2 separate regions of the Bombyx mori genome follow, and region 1 is linked to region 2. The links are chromatin contacts, called in public Hi-C maps. All regions are on one chromosome and are shown on one strand. The core of a region is the stretch at or near the end of the contact, and the rest is flanking DNA. Distances in the headings are between cores, read along the strand shown. Region 1 overlaps LOC101739893 (axin). Region 2 holds the start of LOC101739893 (axin).

The links. A called contact is a pair of places that touch in the nucleus more often than the background predicts.
Region 1: a Hi-C map of whole pupa shows a contact between it and region 2, with 3 times the contacts expected there. The contact joins the enhancer-like site here to the promoter of LOC101739893 in region 2. A contact is called at or near these places in 2 of 7 Hi-C or Micro-C datasets (both in whole pupa).

Annotation. Positions count from the first base shown.
Region 1 is chr17:13,596,341-13,601,365 of ASM3026992v2, reverse strand. LOC101739893 (axin) reads right to left here. Exons shown (of 18, transcript XM_012695811.4): 4 at 2,004-2,085; 5 at 1,369-1,474; 6 at 961-1,072. The coding sequence starts at 2,037. Among protein-coding and RNA genes, the nearest start is that of LOC101746781, 29 kb to the left of the region's middle. Within about 2 kb of position 2,000, at least 2 of the 8 cell types and tissues checked have open chromatin away from gene starts, as enhancers often do.
Region 2 is chr17:13,485,513-13,490,800 of ASM3026992v2, reverse strand. LOC101739893 (axin) reads right to left here and starts at 1,829. Exons shown (of 18, transcript XM_012695811.4): 1 at 1,563-1,829. LOC101746640 (TATA-binding protein-associated factor 172) reads right to left here. Exons shown (of 34, transcript XM_038016718.2): 34 at 2,598-5,288.

The sequences.
Region 1 (5,025 bases), core at 751-3,250, 110 kb before region 2:
TAAGTAAATGAAATTACAAATTTTACAGCGCCCCCCTAACCCACATCAACGCCCCCCATTTTTTCCTGGGCCCCTTAGCGCCCCCCTCTAGGTTTCAAACGCCCCCCAGGGGGCGTTATCGCCCACTTTGAGAAAGACTGGTTTAAAGAGATCTTGACTTGTTAACACAGAATACAGTGGTCGTTTACTTTTACGGTTTGTTCATTTGTAGAAACAACTCAAATAATATTAGGTAAGCGTTAGACTCAGGTCAAGAAGGATAAATAAGTAAATAATAAACACTATATTGCTAACACGAAATCTTTTTGGGTTATGGAAAATCGCAATGTTACTTAAAATAAATAGTCAAAGGAAACTGTACACAAAGCGTTTTATTAAAAGACGATAGTAGTTACATAATGATAGTTATTATTAAATTGTGTTTCCATATATTTTTAGAGCCTTTTAAGAATGCGTATGGTATTTCAGCCTGTTAAGCAGAAACTTGTAGTGAAGATAATATAGGGTTGTTAGTTGTTACCTCCAGCAACTCGTCGAGTGCATAGTGGGGATAATATGGGGTTGTTAGTTGTTACCCCGAGCAACTCGTCGAGTGCATAGTGGAGATAATATGGGGTTGTTAGTTGTTACCCCGAGCAACTTGTCGAGTGCATAGTGGAGATAATATGGGGTTGTTAGTTGTTACCCCGAGCAACTCGTCGAGTGCATAGTGGAGATAATATGGGGTTGTTAGTTGTTACCCCGAGCAACTTGTCGAGTGCATAGTGGAGATAATATGGGGTTGTTAGTTGTTACCCCGAGCAACTCGTCGAGTGCATAGTGGAGATAATATGGGGTTGTTAGTTGTTACCCCGAGCAACTTGTCGAGTGCATAGTGGAGATAATATGGGGTTGTTAGTTGTTACCCCGAGCAACTCGTCGAGTGCATAGTGGAGATAATATGGGGTTGTTAGTTGTTACCTCAAGCAACTCGTGCAGACTGCGCGCCCAGCGCATGTAGGGCGGCGAGGCGGGCGACCGCGCCGAGCTGCCCGACGACCCCTCCGTCTGCTGGCGCCACGCCATGCTGACCCTGAACAACAGTACTCACAATAACGAATTTTAAATAATCAAAACTATCCGTAATTTATAAACATACATTTACATTTCAAAAATTCTTTCGAAGTTTTTTCGAAATAAGATTGCATGTTGTGGGATTTCCGGCTAACGTTACATCGCAATATTTATCGCCGGGTACTGTACGTCCTGTCAATGATTTCTTCAGGAATCTATCTTCCAAGGATAACCTCACAACATGTTTATCGATATATTGCTTTATGCCGGCGAAATTATGAAGACTCTTAAAAAATGTATTTATGATTATCTTACTTGGAGAAATGCGGTTGTGCGAACACATGTTTGGACTGAGATTTGCTTTTCTCCTCACCCGAAGCCTGCGGTAACGACGACCTGTCAGCAAGCTTGTGCTCCCAACCTGCGGACGGACAAACTTATATTATTGATATTATTTTGAACATAAATACAAAACTAACATTGCAGTAATGCGTTACGATTTGAAACCCCATTTGAAGATTCAAAAACCATGTCTACGGGCTCCGGTAATCACTTAGCACCACACCGTGAGCTCGACCACTCATCTAAGTAATTTTTATTATTTTAAATACATAATTTTATCTGTTTATATTTTTAAGTCTTGACGCGGCGTCTGTTCGTAACGGTCTCTTTGTATTCGACTAAGCGTAGGCGAGATTCTCTAATGTTTAATCCTGAAACGCAGAAATAAAATTACAGACTTTGCATCCAGGGTCCTGGAGACGCTGATTGTCGACATTCAACCCACGGTAGGGTAGTGTGTACATGTAGGTTCACTGAGCACCGGCGGGGGGAGGGAGGGGGTGGGGGGTGTCGTTTCGATGCACCGAGCTCAGACAGTCTGTGGTCACGCCGTGATAATCTCGAACCCAGTTGGTACAGGTCTGGAAATCTTCAAACGTGATATTTACCTTGCGGGTGGCCGCCTACAGGAGTGTGGCTCATGGCGCACAGGCCCTTCTCCCACCCGCACGCTGCATGGCGAGACACTACCTAAAACAAACCAAACAAAAACACTATTAACTTATATCCAATGCTTTTTATGATTGAGGGATTACTGGTAGCCCATAAGCATTTCCTGTCCTTTCACAAGGACAGGTGTGCGAGCAAGGGCTCAGCCAGGAGGGGGATCTATCCAATGCGTTACATTAAGACAATTACATTTAATTACAAGATTTAGGTATTTTAAGCATATTTTATATGTAAATTGTGTATTTTTATTTAAGATTATTTATTTAAAGGAGCAAAATTATTATTACTTTGTTCATATTTGTATGTATGTTATCTGTGTATGTATATAATTCAATCGATAGGTACACCGCGTGTAATTCGTTTCCAAATGATTCTTGTCCACCTGATGGTTGTCTGGAAAAGATCGCTCTTAACAATAAAACCGCAAATTGTACTTTTTTTTTGTATTTAATGTTTCGATTTGTCTATATTTTTTTTGGTGTACAATAAAGAATACTCTCTCTCACTCTCTCCAAGACAATAACTGGCAATACTCGATTTAAAGAAGTTCCAAAATTGCGTGTTTTTACCAAATCGCGTTTCGGTCGCACACACAAACCAGTGGATTTCAGTATAAATGATACAATATAATTGCCGTCCACTTTAGAAAGCCAAACTCGCAAGTGGATTAGAATAATAGATATTACTGACAATGTGCAGTACAGTGGTAATGACTCACCCGCACGAGCCGACAGCGTGCTACCAGAAATTACACAAAATTTGCGTCTCGTTTTACTACTACTCAACGCTGTTCCTTGACCGCGAAAGGCTTTTGTGAACACTGTTAAGTACATAATTATTAAGAAAAAAGCGAATCTGCCTCTAGATCATGCCGCGGTATCGTCCTGTTACTACCACTGCTTATTTATTTATTTATTTTATTTATTATACTTCATGTAAAATTTACATTGGCGGACTTAATGCCTAAGGCATTCTCTAACAGTCAACCAAAGTTATCTATTAGGACCCGGATCAGAGACGCTTCTTAACGTCCCTAGATGTTCTGTTATGATTAAATAACGAAATAATGAGGGGAAACGAGCTATTCTTCTAGTAGATCACCGTTTTCCAAAACGGGTCCAATTTTCCAAAATTCGAGGTTCATGATTTTCGAGACGAGTTCGAAACTGGATGCAGTGATGGAGGGAAATGCCGCGCTCAAACGAAAACCTAATCCACCTTCGGATGCAAGCAGACTTCAATCGATTAGATGTATAGGAAAAGTGATTGTTAGCTATTCCTAGTAAAATATGCTTGTTTATGTTTCCTAGTACAGTTTTAAGTTCTATAACAGATCTATTTGCTATTCATTGAGGACTGATTTGTGTTTATCATAAACATCCTTGAAATTTTTCTTGTTGTTAATAATTATTTTGCTAGGTTATTGTGCATAGATGAAGCTACAAAAATATGTTGAAATGTAAATATTAGAGGCAATGTTTTTTCAATAAAATATATTCTCTAACCAATGATATTAGGAATATTAGGATAAACAAATATATTTTTTTTAAATATACAAAATAGAATCAACTATTTTATACTCAAATATTACACTTAACTATAAAATAGGCTTACACTGAAGTACAATTTTTTATATATTTTAATGTGATATCTTTAATATATCCTTTTTCCTGATATTTTTTATTTATTTACATATGAGACTTTGTATGTATGCACTTTCCTAATTCTACTATTGTATAGTAGAACACTTTAACACATTTTCCCTAAAAAAAAATATTTTTTGGCAATTGTAGGTTTCAAACTTTAACAAGATTAAGTTTAATCACCATCAAAATACTTAACTTTTGCATATCTTCACACCAAAGCCATTCTGTATCCCACATTACACAAAAAATAATCAATAACAGTTTATGAATAGACCGAACTGAGAGCGCAGTGAGTTAAAGACGTACTGCTTGCGCATCAAAAAACCACCAAGCCATGAAAAAAATCAATAAACCAAACAATAAGGATCATACTCAGCCTCGTATTCAATTGGTGGAAGTATGAGAGGGACGGCAAGCAGAAATGAAACCGCACGCTGGAGTCAAGAGTCTCCATCATCGATCGGTGTATAACTTAATACATCATATTATAAAATACTGTACAGAATGCATCTAATGCCTTACGAGTCAATCTGCTTATAAATGGATATAATAAAATATCTGATTACTTGAAATATATCCAACAACAAAAAAATTCAGTTCATCTATTGTTAACAATTTTTAAAAATTTAATCATTTTAATATGTGAATGCATTCATCAATACTACAAAAAATTTGGATGGTTCATATAATGAGAACATGTCAAAACAAATTAAATCATAACTTCACGGTACAATGAACAAGTTATGAAAAAAAAACCTTTACTAGTAGGGGTATAAAGAGCTCACCATGTTCATTGTGATTACACAAACAATACCCACACAACTAAATACACCTCGATAATATTATTACTGAATAATATGATTCTACGCCAACAATTTTAATGCATAAAAAATGTAATTGTTCACAACACAACTGCGCAACTCTACGGCAGTAGTCGGAGTGAGATCCGTGATCTACAGCGGAGAACACAATAGGGAATCTAAGAACCCCATTTGGATGTGTACTCGATACTCATATATATAAAAGGGGTTTTATAACTGTAGAATCAATATCTAAAGATATTGACATTTGTTATGGTGTTATAATAATGTCTCATTACAAAAAAAAAAATCGCTAATTTACCTATGCATTTTTCTACTGTGATTATTTGTTTTGGTCACACTGAACTAAATTTAAAAATAAACATTTAGGTAAATCACACCTTTTTTTTGTTTTTAAATAAAGATGAATTGAGTTGGGAGTTATTTATTGAACGTCTTACTAAAGTTTCATCAATATTTTTCTTTGGATTTGACACTCATAAACACAGGAAATA
Region 2 (5,288 bases), core at 580-3,079:
AGGGCGGCGAGATCAAAGGATAGGTACACAGTAACCGCTCTCATTGATGTCGCTCACAAAGGGAATTGATTGTTGCAAACCTCGTTTTTTTACAAAAAGAAGAGAGGGATTGATGACACATCTGCTTTTTTTTTTTCTTTTTTGACATTGTATCATGTATTATGTACTGTATTAATAATATATTTGCGTTTTCTTATTTGTAATTTTAATGTTGGTGACGGCATGTTATGAAATTCTATACACAGTTTACAAGATTGCAAAGGTAATAAGTTTCGTGTTAATTATTTCCTCAAATTAGATTTTATTTTCATATAAATTAAGTGACGATATAATATATTCTGATTGTCTAAGATATTTTATTTACCCAATTTCATTTTGAATAAATTATTATGATTCCAGCTTTTTAATGCTGAGACACTGCATATACAATTTTCTTAATATCTTTTTACTATGAAATATTAATGATGAGACAATCCACCGGCTTAGGCCCCAGCTGGAGTTCCTACTAAAAAAAACATTTTTAAGCAAGTTTGCATTATTCTAAAAAAGGTTTTTATTTGTTTTTTTTTTCATAAACTTGTATACGTTTATATCATTACATTATGTCATCTCATCATCATATTTTTATACATAATTATTCCATCTATCATCGGTTATGAAGTCACTGGGAGCAATATGTCAATAATTATACTTCACTTAGGTTTGTACACATATCAGACTTTTCTTCGGGGAATGTTAAAAATGAATAAAATAATGGTGAATGCCTATTGTTTTTCAAGCCATACAAAAAAGTACTGGCTGTAGAAATAGTTTTAACACATGTTCATAAGAATATTCTAGTTTAAATTACTGGCTACTACTACTAGACCACATACTAATTAACTAAAAATGTTTTTCGTGACAATTCAGGTATCTTTAAGTAATTGAAAATTTATTCCATAGCTTTACAGTAAAAGTCATATATATAATTTTTTGCTTCATTATATAATTATTTTGAGAATGAAAAACCAGTGGTGATTTATTTATATATTTTGAATTTTATTGCTATCTATCAGGCATATTATCAATTGTAGCATTAATTACCTACTTACAAATTAGTGTAAACAAATAAACTTTCGATTTATAGATTCTCTCAATATCACTCAACAGTTATCTCTGTAAAAGTAATTGAAAGAACTTCGTAATTCATGATTTAATTTTTAATTTTACCGATCCGTACCTACTCAAAACAATATTAGGTCACTAGGTGAGTAGGTGACTCAAAAGTTTTAAATAGTTCACAAACTTTTTGAAAGTACAAAAAAGGTGAAGTTTTTTTTTAAATATATATTGAATATCTAGCCCGTAACATAACTGGTTGTATAAACGTTCAACACAGCGGTAGACGACACAAACCTAACCTTAACGCAAATTATTTATAACTATTACCTGCTCATTGTTGTTAATGTAACGTTTTTATTATTTCGGGCTAATTACGGGGTTTAAGATAACTAAAATGTACACCAGCATCGTGAGTGTTAATTTTAGAAGGCGTATTCTTGAAATAAGCATCAATTTCTTACCTCGTTGACACCTGAATTCCGAAGTATTCCGAGAGTTCGTTACAACTTCACACACAAAACTTTTAATTTTGAAATAATAGTTCAAGCACTTAATAACAAAACGACACCGAGAACAGCTTTATTGTAAGTCTTTCAACTTATAAACTGACAAAAAACAACACTTTCGTATAGAAAACAGAAACTTATTCACGTTCTTGACGTCGCCTTCGCCATGGTGTTGATGCACAATAGCGTAACCTAGCGGGACATTGGTCAACTAATGAACGCTTTGATGTGTCATTCCGTCACACGCATAATAACATAATTATCAACATACCTACCAATATTGTGAAATAAAAAATATTTTGGATTTTTGTCAATTATATTATATTTAATGTATTTGTATATCGGTAGAGTATACTATAATATACTAATACTAATAAGCTTATTTAAAAAAAAAACACTAAATCAAAGACGCCCTCTTGCGCCCTGAACTGCTAAACAAAAATTTGGCGGGAACGCGAAAAGCGAAGTTCTGTAAGTCAAAAATCATTGTGTAAGTCGTTTTATTTTTTTCAAACTGATTTAGAATTTCTCCAAGTTTAATAACGTTGGTTTATTAACTATTTAGCATCTGCGAAATCGCACCAATACGAGAAAATGAAACAAAGCTTCTGGAGGTAGCTCCTCGGGTTCTTCCAAAAGTTCCACTGAACCATTATGTAACACTATCCCAATTGATTAGACTCATTCCGTCTCAAATCGTTTTTCATGTAATACAACCATATTTGGATATAACATCACCTTGCAAACGACATCGGATTTATTCAGTATGATTCGATCTTTCCAGACTTACATTTCGGACAATTAATTATTTCACCAGTGTCATTCCCCTTTTATTTGAATACTCCTAAAGTGAGTTTTAATTGAAATACAGTTTAATTATGTACTATTATTATTTAGACAATCGAAAAACACAATTTGCGACATACCAAGGCGAACTTACTTTTTATTAATATCAAGATAAATTTTAAAGGAATAGACAGTAAAACTCGATTTAAAATTAAAGATTTATTCATATTAAATTTATTTCCACATATGCAGGTACAAAAACACGAAATCAAACACGCTAATCTAAAAACTACACAAAAATGACTAAAACAAATGACTTCATACTTATAACGCTATTTAAATCAACTAAAAGTTTACAAACAAATTGTAGAGAAATTGTGAGGTATTTCTTATTTATAAGGAACTTATACATAGCGAAGCAATAATATTGTAATGTTTTATAAATTAATAAAACCCTTATAAATTACGATTTTGACTCTGTAGTATTTTTAACTACATCAACACTTTTATTACAAACTGTGAATCGACTTTGTAAAAATATTCAAGTTTCAGAGGAAATATGTCAGATGCCTCTATGTTTGAATTGAATGTTTGAATTATGCACGAAAAATTGAAAATGCGAATCATCTTATAATTTAAAATTTGGATAATTAGAAAATTGTGAACACGGTTTTCTACGGCGAACAAATTTTTGAGTATCCAAAAGTGTAAAACCATAAAAAAAAAAATCCGAAATATATTGTGCCAAATTTATTGATATATGAACTTATGAATTGATAACTAAGAGAAACTTGAAAAAAAGCGTGAATTAATTAACTCAAAATTATAAAATATTTAGTCAACAATCAGGAATATCATATTAAAACTAATAGAACATTATAAATCAATCCGATAACATATATCAGCATTTTAAAGTTTACAAAATTTACTTTGTATCGATGTTAATTTTCAATTATTTACTAAGGAAATATTCTTTAACAAAATTAGATTTAAAACTACAAAAAAACAATCAGCCTCTTGTGTTTGTGACAAACTTTCAAAGTATGCATAAAAGTGCACAAAATATAAACTGACATCTCAGAACGGATTTTAGTAAAACCAGTAGTCTGTAGCATTTACTTAACCATGGTATCAAGTATTTTTAGTCTAGCTTAATAAATACCAAATTTCTTTTCTACTTTGAAAGATCGTCATTTAAAAAAAAATCTTTAATTTACGATGGTGATCCAGCATCGAGGTCATTTATAACAAACGCAACCGTCATTCGTGTCATTAAGAATCTCAATGGCCATGGCATGAGGCACGTGAGCACTCACACGCGACCATATTACGGTAGTGAATATTTAATTCAAGGATAACTAAAATCGACGGCACATGTTCACGCGCAATCCTTCTTGACCTAGTAGTCTGTGAGGGGAGCTCTGCTGTACCATCGAGAGCAACCGAATAGTCAAACTTAGTAAAAATTATATACATTTATTATCTACCCGAGGTCTAACAATAAAATTACCAATGTCTTATAAATAGGGCCTTGTGCAATTCAAAGCTTACAGCACATATTAACACTAATATAATATATAAAATAGAATATACACAAACAACAACAGGTTTATTGGTTTATTAATTGACTTGTGTATGTGACATTTTCTAAGTTTGTAATGTAAATATATCATTTTATATTTATATTCTACCTATTGAAATAAAAATGTAATTTGTTTGTTATAAACGTTTGTATGTTTGTGTTCTATGCGTTCCTAAATCATACGACCAATTGTGATGAAAGTTCTTAGTGTGGAAATAGTACCATTGACGTACAAACACACCATTAATGATATATAATTCTTCAGTACGAGTATTTTTCACTAAACTTTGTAACAATTGAATCTATTTATGAGCAATTGTTTCGTGTGTGAAACTACAACAGTATGTAATGCTGTATTTCAGTTAAAGTTATTTCTTTTAAAGATGTTCAGAACCTCACCCAGATGATTATGAACTCTATTTTCGTTGCTTTTTTTGTAGATAATCGTTCCTAACTATTTGATAGGTGGCGCTACGATCAACTTCCAAGATTTTTCAAGGGAGGACGTCAAGTGTCCAGTAGTAGCAATATTTTAAAACTTCAATATTTTTTTGTTTATTTTTATTTGAGGTTATGTAATTTAACTCCTAGTATTTTTTTCGGTTTTCGGTGTCGTAGATTGAATTAAATATAACCAAGTATTCGAATACGCGAGATTAAAGCGTAAAAGCGATTTTGATGATTTTAATTTACTATCACTTTCTACTTCACTAATAACAGATGTGTGCTATAAAGTAATGCCGTGGGAATAATGTTATAGGCGCTATGACACACATTTATAATTTAACAGACCATTATAAATTCACATAGTGATATTTATGAGACTTGTTTTTGTCCCGTTTTTATTAGTTTCATTTGCAACTATGTGTCGGTTAGGTGATTTTAATAAAACTAACGTTTCCCTAACGATCAAAAATTGAATCAACTACACCTGATTTAAGATATGTTCCAATATACACTGGGAGCACTGGTCAGTGCACTCACTGGCGGAGAAATTCGTTCCGTTATGGACCGACTGTATACATTGGCGGTGTATCCTAACGAAATATATGACATAAATCGTCGCCATTTTTCTACTGTGAACACTGCTGGTATTTTCTATATAGTGCTTTGATCACGGGATTACTTTTACTTTACCGTGCATAACTCCATTTCAATAATTAGGTTATTAAGTTATTAACATTGCTTGAAAACCAACATTTTTTTTACTAAAAAGTATACGACTTGGTTTCATAATGCGATTAATTCAGCTGACAACAACTAGAATTAAATTTTAAAAATAACTAAATTTAAATATTTATTTTTGTCGACGT